Linked DNA regions of Mus musculus: region 1 is linked to region 2. A link is a contact called in public HiChIP or PLAC-seq data. All regions are on one chromosome and are shown on one strand. Each heading gives the region's core, a stretch centred on a gene start, on an enhancer-like site or on the middle of the called end of the contact. The rest is flanking DNA. Distances are from core to core; before and after follow the strand shown. Region 1 holds the start of Ptpn18 (protein tyrosine phosphatase, non-receptor type 18). Region 2 overlaps Dst (dystonin).

Region 1 (3,628 bases), core at 297-2,796, 280 kb before region 2:
AACTCACTCTGTAGACCAGGCTGGCCTTGAACTCAAGAGATTCACCTGGCTCTGCTTCCCAAGTGCTGAAATCAAAGGTGTGTGCCATCATCACCCTGCTATAAATTTGGTTCTTATTAATGTTTGTTGTATCTGTTGTGGTGTTTGGTTGCTTTGTTGGGTTTTTGTTTGTTTGTTTTGCTTATTTAGTTAGTTGGGGTTATTTTTTTTGTTTGGTTGGTTTTTTTATTGTTTTAGAGACAAGGTCTTCCTACATATCCCTGGCTGTCCTGGAGTTCACTGTGTAGACCAGACTGACCTCAGACTTACAGTAACCTTCCTTTCCCTGCCTCCAAGTGCTAGGATTAAAGGCATGCACCACCACCAGAGTTTCACTGTTACTGGTTTACATATTGGCCTGTGTAAACTATCTTTTTCATTCTTTGAAACAATCTCCAGAGTATTCCAGAGTGGTCACAAAATTATGTAATTCAGGCTGGCCTTGAACTCATGGTTATCCCCCGGTTTTAGGCTACCAACTGCTAGAATTACAGGCATGTGCCACCATGCCAGGCTGTAAGTGATCATTTAATGTCACACTTATTTTTATATCATTGTCATTTACATTTCTAAGTTTGAGATAGTGTATTACGTATTTGGATCATGTCACTCTATTTAAAATACGTCATTACATGTTGTGTGCCATGGCTGTTGAGTGGCAGTAGCTCTCACAAGCTTGATTGGCCCGAGGTAACGTTTACAACCTTTGTAAACCATGTTAAAGGCAGGTGCATACAGTTAATATAGCCAGTGAATACCCAACGCGTGCTAGGTGCATCTACCCAAACCACCTAATTTTCAAACCGGCTTGTCTTTTATCATTCACAATTCAAAACAGGTGAAAATGAAGTCAGAGCTCCCAGGGCCACAGTTCTGAAAAGCCCTAGGATAGACTGGTAACGCGAAACCTAGGCTAGGCTACAAGTTTCCTCGTTCCTCTTTCTGCTGCCCCAAACCACTTCCTCCCTGGGATTACAAGGTGACCCAGGAGTGGCCCGGGTTGGGGACTCGAGTCCAGCGCAGGTGTGTTGCCTCCCTCCACGGCGGAAGCCACGGCCCCGCTAGGGAGAAGATTGCACCGGGAGCTCGACACCGACACCTGAGTGTGTCTGGCTCCTCCTAAACAGTAGCCGTCTTCACCCTCTGGGCACCTGTGGGCAAAGTGCGGAAGGCTGGGAGAGTCAGGGTGAGAGAAGTGCGGGAAGAGGAAAGCCGAGAGCAGGAGGGAGGAGACGCCCCGGGAGCTGAGAGGAAAAGGCAGAGCTTTCATATTGCACAGGTGGACAGCCGTGGGGAGCGCCTGGCTGCGAAGCTTGATGGCTGGAGTGTCACTCACGCTGAACTCACGAGCGAGGATTGCCCCCTCCCGGTAGTCCCGGGCCTCCAGCTGCTCCAAGAAGCTCCTCACCAAGTCCGTATGGCGACTCATGCTGCGACCCGCTCTGAGGTCTCCCACAAGGAGTGATCCGACTCCGAGAATTTAGCCACTGCGAGGTGGGGCCTCCATTCCAGCAGCCAATGAAGACCGGTAATTGGCAGGCTCCTCGGCCAATGGCACTAGGAGTTCACTCCGTTCGTCCCGCCCATAGGTGCTGGCTGCCACCGCAGCCGAACTGGCCGTCCAAGTAGCTGCGGGTCCCGCAATTCCCCACTGGCGCCTCGGGTGCTTCGGCTGCCGTGAAGCTGGTGGAGTCCGCACGGAACGCTCAGTCCCATTGGCCTTTCCAGGGGGATGGCTGCGCTCTCAATCTCGCAGGCCGGGTTCCCAAGGTTGCTCCGGAGTCCTGCGAGCGCTGAGGTTCACAGTCGTGCGACAGCGGAATATGAGAGAGGTCGGGGACTTCGAATAAATATATTCCCTGCACTTTGCTCTGGGAAAAGGCCTATTTCTGAGGGTAGGGGGTGTGATTTCACTTTTGGAACCTGCTGGAAAAGCGGGGACACCAGGATTCAGTCCTAACTTGTGGATCTTAACCCATACCCCTCAGGGAGGAAGAGACTAGAGAGGCATTGGGAGGAAAAGTGGTCTCAACACTCACTCCGTCCCCCTTCAGGAGTTTGAAGAAGATCTTATGCTGAAGCTCCTGGGGTCCTGGAGACTAAAGACTGGAGAAGAGCCGTGCTAAGGTTTGTAGCTGAATTGGTAGAGTGCCTGTCCCAGCATTCACAAGGTGGAGGCAAGAAAATCAGAAAGTCAAGGTCACCCTAGCTTACATTGTGAATTCAAAGTTAGCTTGTGATGAAATCCTGTCTCAAAGTTAAAAAAAAAAATGGAAGAAAGGAAGGAAGGAAGGAAGGGAGAGAGAGAGAGAGAGAGAGAGAGAGAGAAAGGAAAATGTTTTAATGATGGTGGAATGGTTCAGTAGGTAAATGCCTTGCCACTAAATAAACATGACAACCTGGATTTGATACCTAGGACCCACATGGTGGAAGGAGAAAATCGACTCCAGAGTGTTGTCCTTGGACAACTACACAGGCTCTATAGTGAGGGTGTATCTCCCTACACACAAAAGAAAATAAAAGGGGGTTCTTTCCAAAACAGGCTTCAGCAGATGGAGTAGCACCACCTGCAAGGGAACCAAAGAATTTCAAGCATTGCCAACTCTCTGTTGAGGGAGGGCTCTGAGGAGATCCGTTTGGGGTCGTGTGCAAAAGTAGGGCTAAGGCGAATTGAAAGTGCTTTAAGCATGCTGAGCGGAGCGGTGGTGGCACACGCCTTTAACCCCAGCACTTGGGAGGCAGAAGCAGGTGGATTTCTGAGTTCGAGGGCAGCCTGGTCCACAGAGTGAGTTCCAGGACACCCAGGGCTATACAGAGAAATCCTGTCTCGAAAAACCAAAAAAAGAAGTGCTTTAAGTCACTGGAAGATGAGTGGGATCATTGGTAAAAGGCTGTCAACTTGGTCATCACAGTGTTTAAATGAAGGAATGGATAGCATCTTTAAAAGCCAGACAAGACTTTATTGGGTTTTATCGCTAGATCTCTGTCTTACGTCACTGTGGGTCTGCCAGTGGTGGCAATGCAAAACAGCCAGATAGTATGAGGGTGATAGTATGAAAACTTTTTCACTGAAATGGGGAAGATGGCAGTAAGATGGCTCAACAGGTAAAGGTCTTGCAGCCACACCTATTAATAAGTGCTGCATCCCCTGACACACATGGTAGAAGGAAAAAAAATCACTTCCATACAGTGTCCTCTGACCTCCTTATGCCTTGTGCAGAAGCACTCAAGTAAATGTAATTTTTTTAAAAAATGCTAGGAGGGCTGGAGTGATGGCTCAGCAGTTAAAAGCACTGACTGCTCTTCCAGAGGACTGAGGTTTGAGTCCCAGCACCCACACAATGGCTTGCAAACACCAGAAACTTGAGTTCCAGGGGACCCAATGCCCTCTTTTGGCCTCCACAGCACCAGGCTTGCACATTGCGCAGATATACTGGCAGATACATAAAAATAAATTCTTTCTTTCTCTGAGACAGGGTTTCTTTGTGTAGCCTTGGCTGACCTAGAACTAGTTCTGTAGATCAGACTGGCTTTTAAGTCACAGAGATCCACCTGTCTCTCTACCTTGAGAGTGCTGGGATTAAAGGCA
Region 2 (4,015 bases), core at 185-2,684:
AGATCTAAATCTAATGACCCTCCTGGAGAATTTTATAACTATAATATGAAGACACCAGGTGTTTATAATCCACGCTTCTGAAGAGATGTGCTCTCTCAAGAGATCTTTGCTAAGGCTTACGTGCCTTGTTTGAATGCCTTCCTTTTTCATAGCAAGAAGCAGCCTGGGAAGAAGGTATTTTAAATCAAACATTTGAGGCAAATCAGTTTGGAGTGTTTTTGCTTAAAAACCACCAAATGCTTTCTGAATTCTTAGTTCTTCCACTCATATGAAATCACACTTCAAGGCTGGCCTGGGCTACATAGCAAGGGTGAGACTAGCCTAGACCTTGTCTGCCCAAAACAAAACCCAACAGCAAGAATACACAAACTAGTGGGAATTCCTACCATCAGGAACAGGCACTACTAGGATCTACACCTTAATGCCAATGTCCTGAGTAAAAACCACCATCCACTGCAGCACACACATACACACACACACACACACACACACACACACACACACACAGCCATCGGCAGGGAAAACAGGAAGGGCTGGAGACTGTAGTCAATGGGAAGAATGTACGGTGTAGAGGTTGGACAAGAAAGCCTTCCTCATGAAACAGAAAAGGCCCAGGAGATGTCTACTAAACACTCAACAGCATTCACAGCTGTGAACGTTACTCTCTCTGTCTCTCTGACGTGGGTGGCATGTAGGGCTGATGACATCATTGGTCAACAATCCCATTCATTCTAAGCAGGGAGTTGAGATGTACGGTAAGGCCCTATAACCTAGTGGCTTGCCCATAATGAGGCCAATGACCATGATTCTGGCTTTGGAATAGGACCCCTTTTTCTAGCAGATTCGAACTACTTTCCACTCTTTGAGGAAAATGCCTAAGGACCTAAACTATTAATTTTTATTGTAAAAGCCTCTAACTCTGGGGGGATAAGGCAAAGATTTATAGCTTGTGCTTTGTAGACTGTATGATTCGGTAAATTCTACCCCGTTAGCATTACAGCCTCTGTGAATATACCTGTTGCTTAGAGAAGAGAGGTTTCCCAGCTTTCTCCCCATCTCCCAGGGTCTTGCTGATATTTGATACCCATTTCTGCAATTCTTTAGCTTTTTCAATATGTTGTTTCTTCTCTTCATCCAGTGACTTCTGACAGGTACAAGTGTTTAAAAATGAAGAAAGAAACAAACAAACATTCCAATAAATGACTGAGCTTCTCAACTGACCCCTCCTTTCTGCTGAAAGAAGAAGGCACAAATGTTTCCATCATGCACACAGGTTACTGCGATATTTTATTCATTCACTTAACCACATCCACTGCATCACACAGCAGATGTCTTTGAGGACGGGAAAAGCTTTTATGATCAGTCTGGGATCACTGCTCTGGCCACCCAGCTGCTTCAGGAGTATGACAAATAAGCAAACCCAACTTTATTCATGAGAGAGATTTGGGAATCGCTGCCTTTACATTAGCATTACAATCGCAGATGCCTTGACAGATGCTATTAGACAAAAGGAGAGAGCAAAAGAAGAGAGAGAAACTCCACACAGATGACACCCCTCCTCCAATACACAATGCACTTGTTAGATTTTATTTCCAAAGTCTCAACCAAAGTAAAAGTTAACAGCGACGAACACTTCGCTATGCAGAGGACATCACTGCCTGCAGGTAGCCATCTCCAGCCTCACGGGTCGGGGGCACTTTTGCACGTTCCTTTGGATCCCAGTCCTGTGGTGCTCTGTGAGGTGCTCTTTCAGGATGTACAATGGATGACATCATTAATGTGTTGAATCTATTCAGTGAAAGGACTATGAAGGAGGTCAGAAGAAACGGGCCTGTGAACGTGTGGATGGTCACCAAGCTCACCCCATTTTCTAGGTAAAACCCATTTATTTTAGTAAGATATTTTTTTTTTTAAGTTACTTTGTCAGGGGCAGCCAATCGTTTTCTGCTTTCAACTTAAGAATGGCCGTGTTTTCTGAGCAGGGAGCTATTTCTAGCCTACAAGAAATTAACAGCGCTTCGAGTTGGTGACACAGTTCCTAGGCTGCACATTTAGCAGACACCATCTGCTCTGAACAGATGGCAGGATGCAGCCGACACGGCCTCTGCACAGAGTCAAACGCCCTACTGGGAAGAATAGTAGAGGTTGGATATCCCTGTCCCCAAGGGTTCAGACACTTCTAACAGCTTAAGTCCTGTGTGGAAATCAAAATCAGCTTTCTCCAGGGCCTCTTTATATGTCAATTTTCTCTTAGTCTGGGGGCACATTATATCCCTGACATATGACTTTTGATCTTTGAGTCTGGTGGCGATGAGGACATCAATGATACCGACGTGAAGGGCCTCTTCTATGGTCAGCCTCGAGAAAACCTTCGGCTCTATCAGGCCCCCTGTCAGGTACTGAAATTCCAGGCACCGCATGCCCATTTCTTTACTGATGATATTTGCATTCACGGCTTCCACCACTGACATCATTTTATTGCTGACGGGGTGGCTGATCCCCGTGATCACTAATTCACACTGGCGTAGCTGCTGGGCGAAGCCCTCGTCCACCAGCCCTCTATGCAAAGCCTCGGCCACCCTGTACTTTTTCCCAGTTAGGGGATCGATGATCCCTCCTGTACAGATTTGGGCTTCAAGGCATCTGAGGGCTGTAACCCTATCAACCAAGTTTCTACGGGAGGCTTTCAGCAAGGAGATTCGCTCCCCACTAGCGGTCAGCCAATAGCCTGCAATGGGACTGTGCAAATCCTTCTTGGGAACTACCTTGCTCAGAAGAAAGTCAGCCAGTTCTGTTAGTGTAGTTAGGCCTTCCTGATACTTTTGCACCAAGGCTTTGTCTAGCGTTCCCTGCTCGACAGCTTCACTAATATTGAACTGCAGACCAGTTTTAGTATCAGTCAGCATGTGAGAAGGATGCCCGTAGGAGTCAAAAAATGTAGCTTCCTTCCACTGATACTGCTGCCCTGAGAGTTCGAGATAAATACCCTTGTCAATCAGGTTTCTCTGGAAAGCCTCGAATGCCGTCAGTTCCGCCCCAGTTTTGGTATCTACCACGGCAATTTTATGAGTTTTCTCTATGTTGAGATTGGATATTTCCCTCTCCCCAAACGGCAAGAGAAAACACTGGCAATCTACATCAAACACACAGATCTGCAGTAACTCCGAATAATACAGAGCCTGCTTGTTGTTGGGATTAGGAAAGACTCTCGTGTTGCTGGACGGTTCATGCAGGAACTGTAGGACGGCGTTGTTCAGCAAGCCCTGCTGCACAGCCATTTCTGGAGGGACACGGACGCCTCTCACAGGGTCAATGACGCCCCCACTGGCAATTTGTGCCTCCAAGATATGTTTACCTTTCTTCCTATCAAGCATTCTATTTTCCATTGCCTGGAACACTGACAGCGTCTTAGAAGCATGTGAATATCCCAAAACTGCCTTCTCTGCCTCCAGGAGCCTGCTCCTGAACTCAGGATCAACGATGCCATGAAGAACTGCATCTTCAACACAGTAAGTCTGACCAGAAACCGGATCAATTATAAAACCTGTTGCAGCCTGAGCTTCTAAAAAGGCTAGAGCTATCATTTTGTCTATTATGATTTTCTGGGCCGCCGAAGTGAACGACATTTTTTCTTTGGAAGATTCTAGATAAAGTCCTGCAATGGAGGTAGCTTTGGTCAGAAACTTGCTAAGACTTCTCTGAACTTCTTCGACAGTCTTCAGACCAAGCCGCAGCTGCTCAACTGTCCTCATGTCCAGGAGCTTGGCTTCGACCAGCTGCCTGCCAGTCACGGTGTGCCTGAGCCCTTGAAACTGAAACTCCTCATCCCTAACAGAGCACGCCTGGTTAAGGTCAAGGCTCGGGGAAGCCTCTGGCTCTACGCTTTTCTTAAGGAAATCTCCCTTGAGTCCACCAGATGTTCTGCACCCTTCCAGCATCCATCCACCAGCACTGGAACCCAGCCTCTTCTCTTGTTTTAAGGTCGTGACTTCTGTATGCATGCCACACTGTTTGT

The links. HiChIP or PLAC-seq counts read pairs in DNA pulled down with a chosen protein or histone mark.
Region 1: an H3K4me3 HiChIP or PLAC-seq map of stem cell-derived neural progenitor cells shows a contact between it and region 2, with 2.8 times the contacts expected there. The contact joins the promoter of Ptpn18 here to the enhancer-like site in region 2. A contact is called at or near these places in 5 of 39 promoter capture datasets (the C10 cell line, cranial neural crest, embryonic stem cells and 1 more), 4 of 115 datasets of contacts at active chromatin or transcription factors (embryonic stem cells and stem cell-derived neural progenitor cells) and 3 of 9 other capture datasets (adipose tissue, embryonic stem cells and pancreatic islet).

What each region holds. Positions count from the first base shown.
Region 1 is chr1:34,457,664-34,461,291 of GRCm38.p6, reverse strand. It overlaps Ptpn18 (protein tyrosine phosphatase, non-receptor type 18), which reads right to left and starts at 1,546. Exons shown (of 15, transcript NM_011206.2): 1 at 1,376-1,546. The coding sequence starts at 1,468. It overlaps Gm32504 (a long non-coding RNA gene), which reads left to right and starts at 257. Exons shown (of 4, transcript XR_373299.3): 1 at 257-1,533; 2 at 1,629-1,871; 3 at 2,028-3,628.
Region 2 is chr1:34,181,145-34,185,159 of GRCm38.p6, reverse strand. It overlaps Dst (dystonin), which reads right to left. Exons shown (of 103, transcript NM_001276764.1): 36 at 1,016-1,144. Among named protein-coding and RNA genes, the nearest start is that of Gm26788, 5.0 kb to the right of the region's middle. Within about 2 kb of position 1,434, at least 40 of the 459 cell types and tissues checked have an H3K27ac peak or open chromatin away from gene starts, as enhancers often do. A contact at or near this core is called in pancreatic islet and stem cell-derived neural progenitor cells, where this site is marked.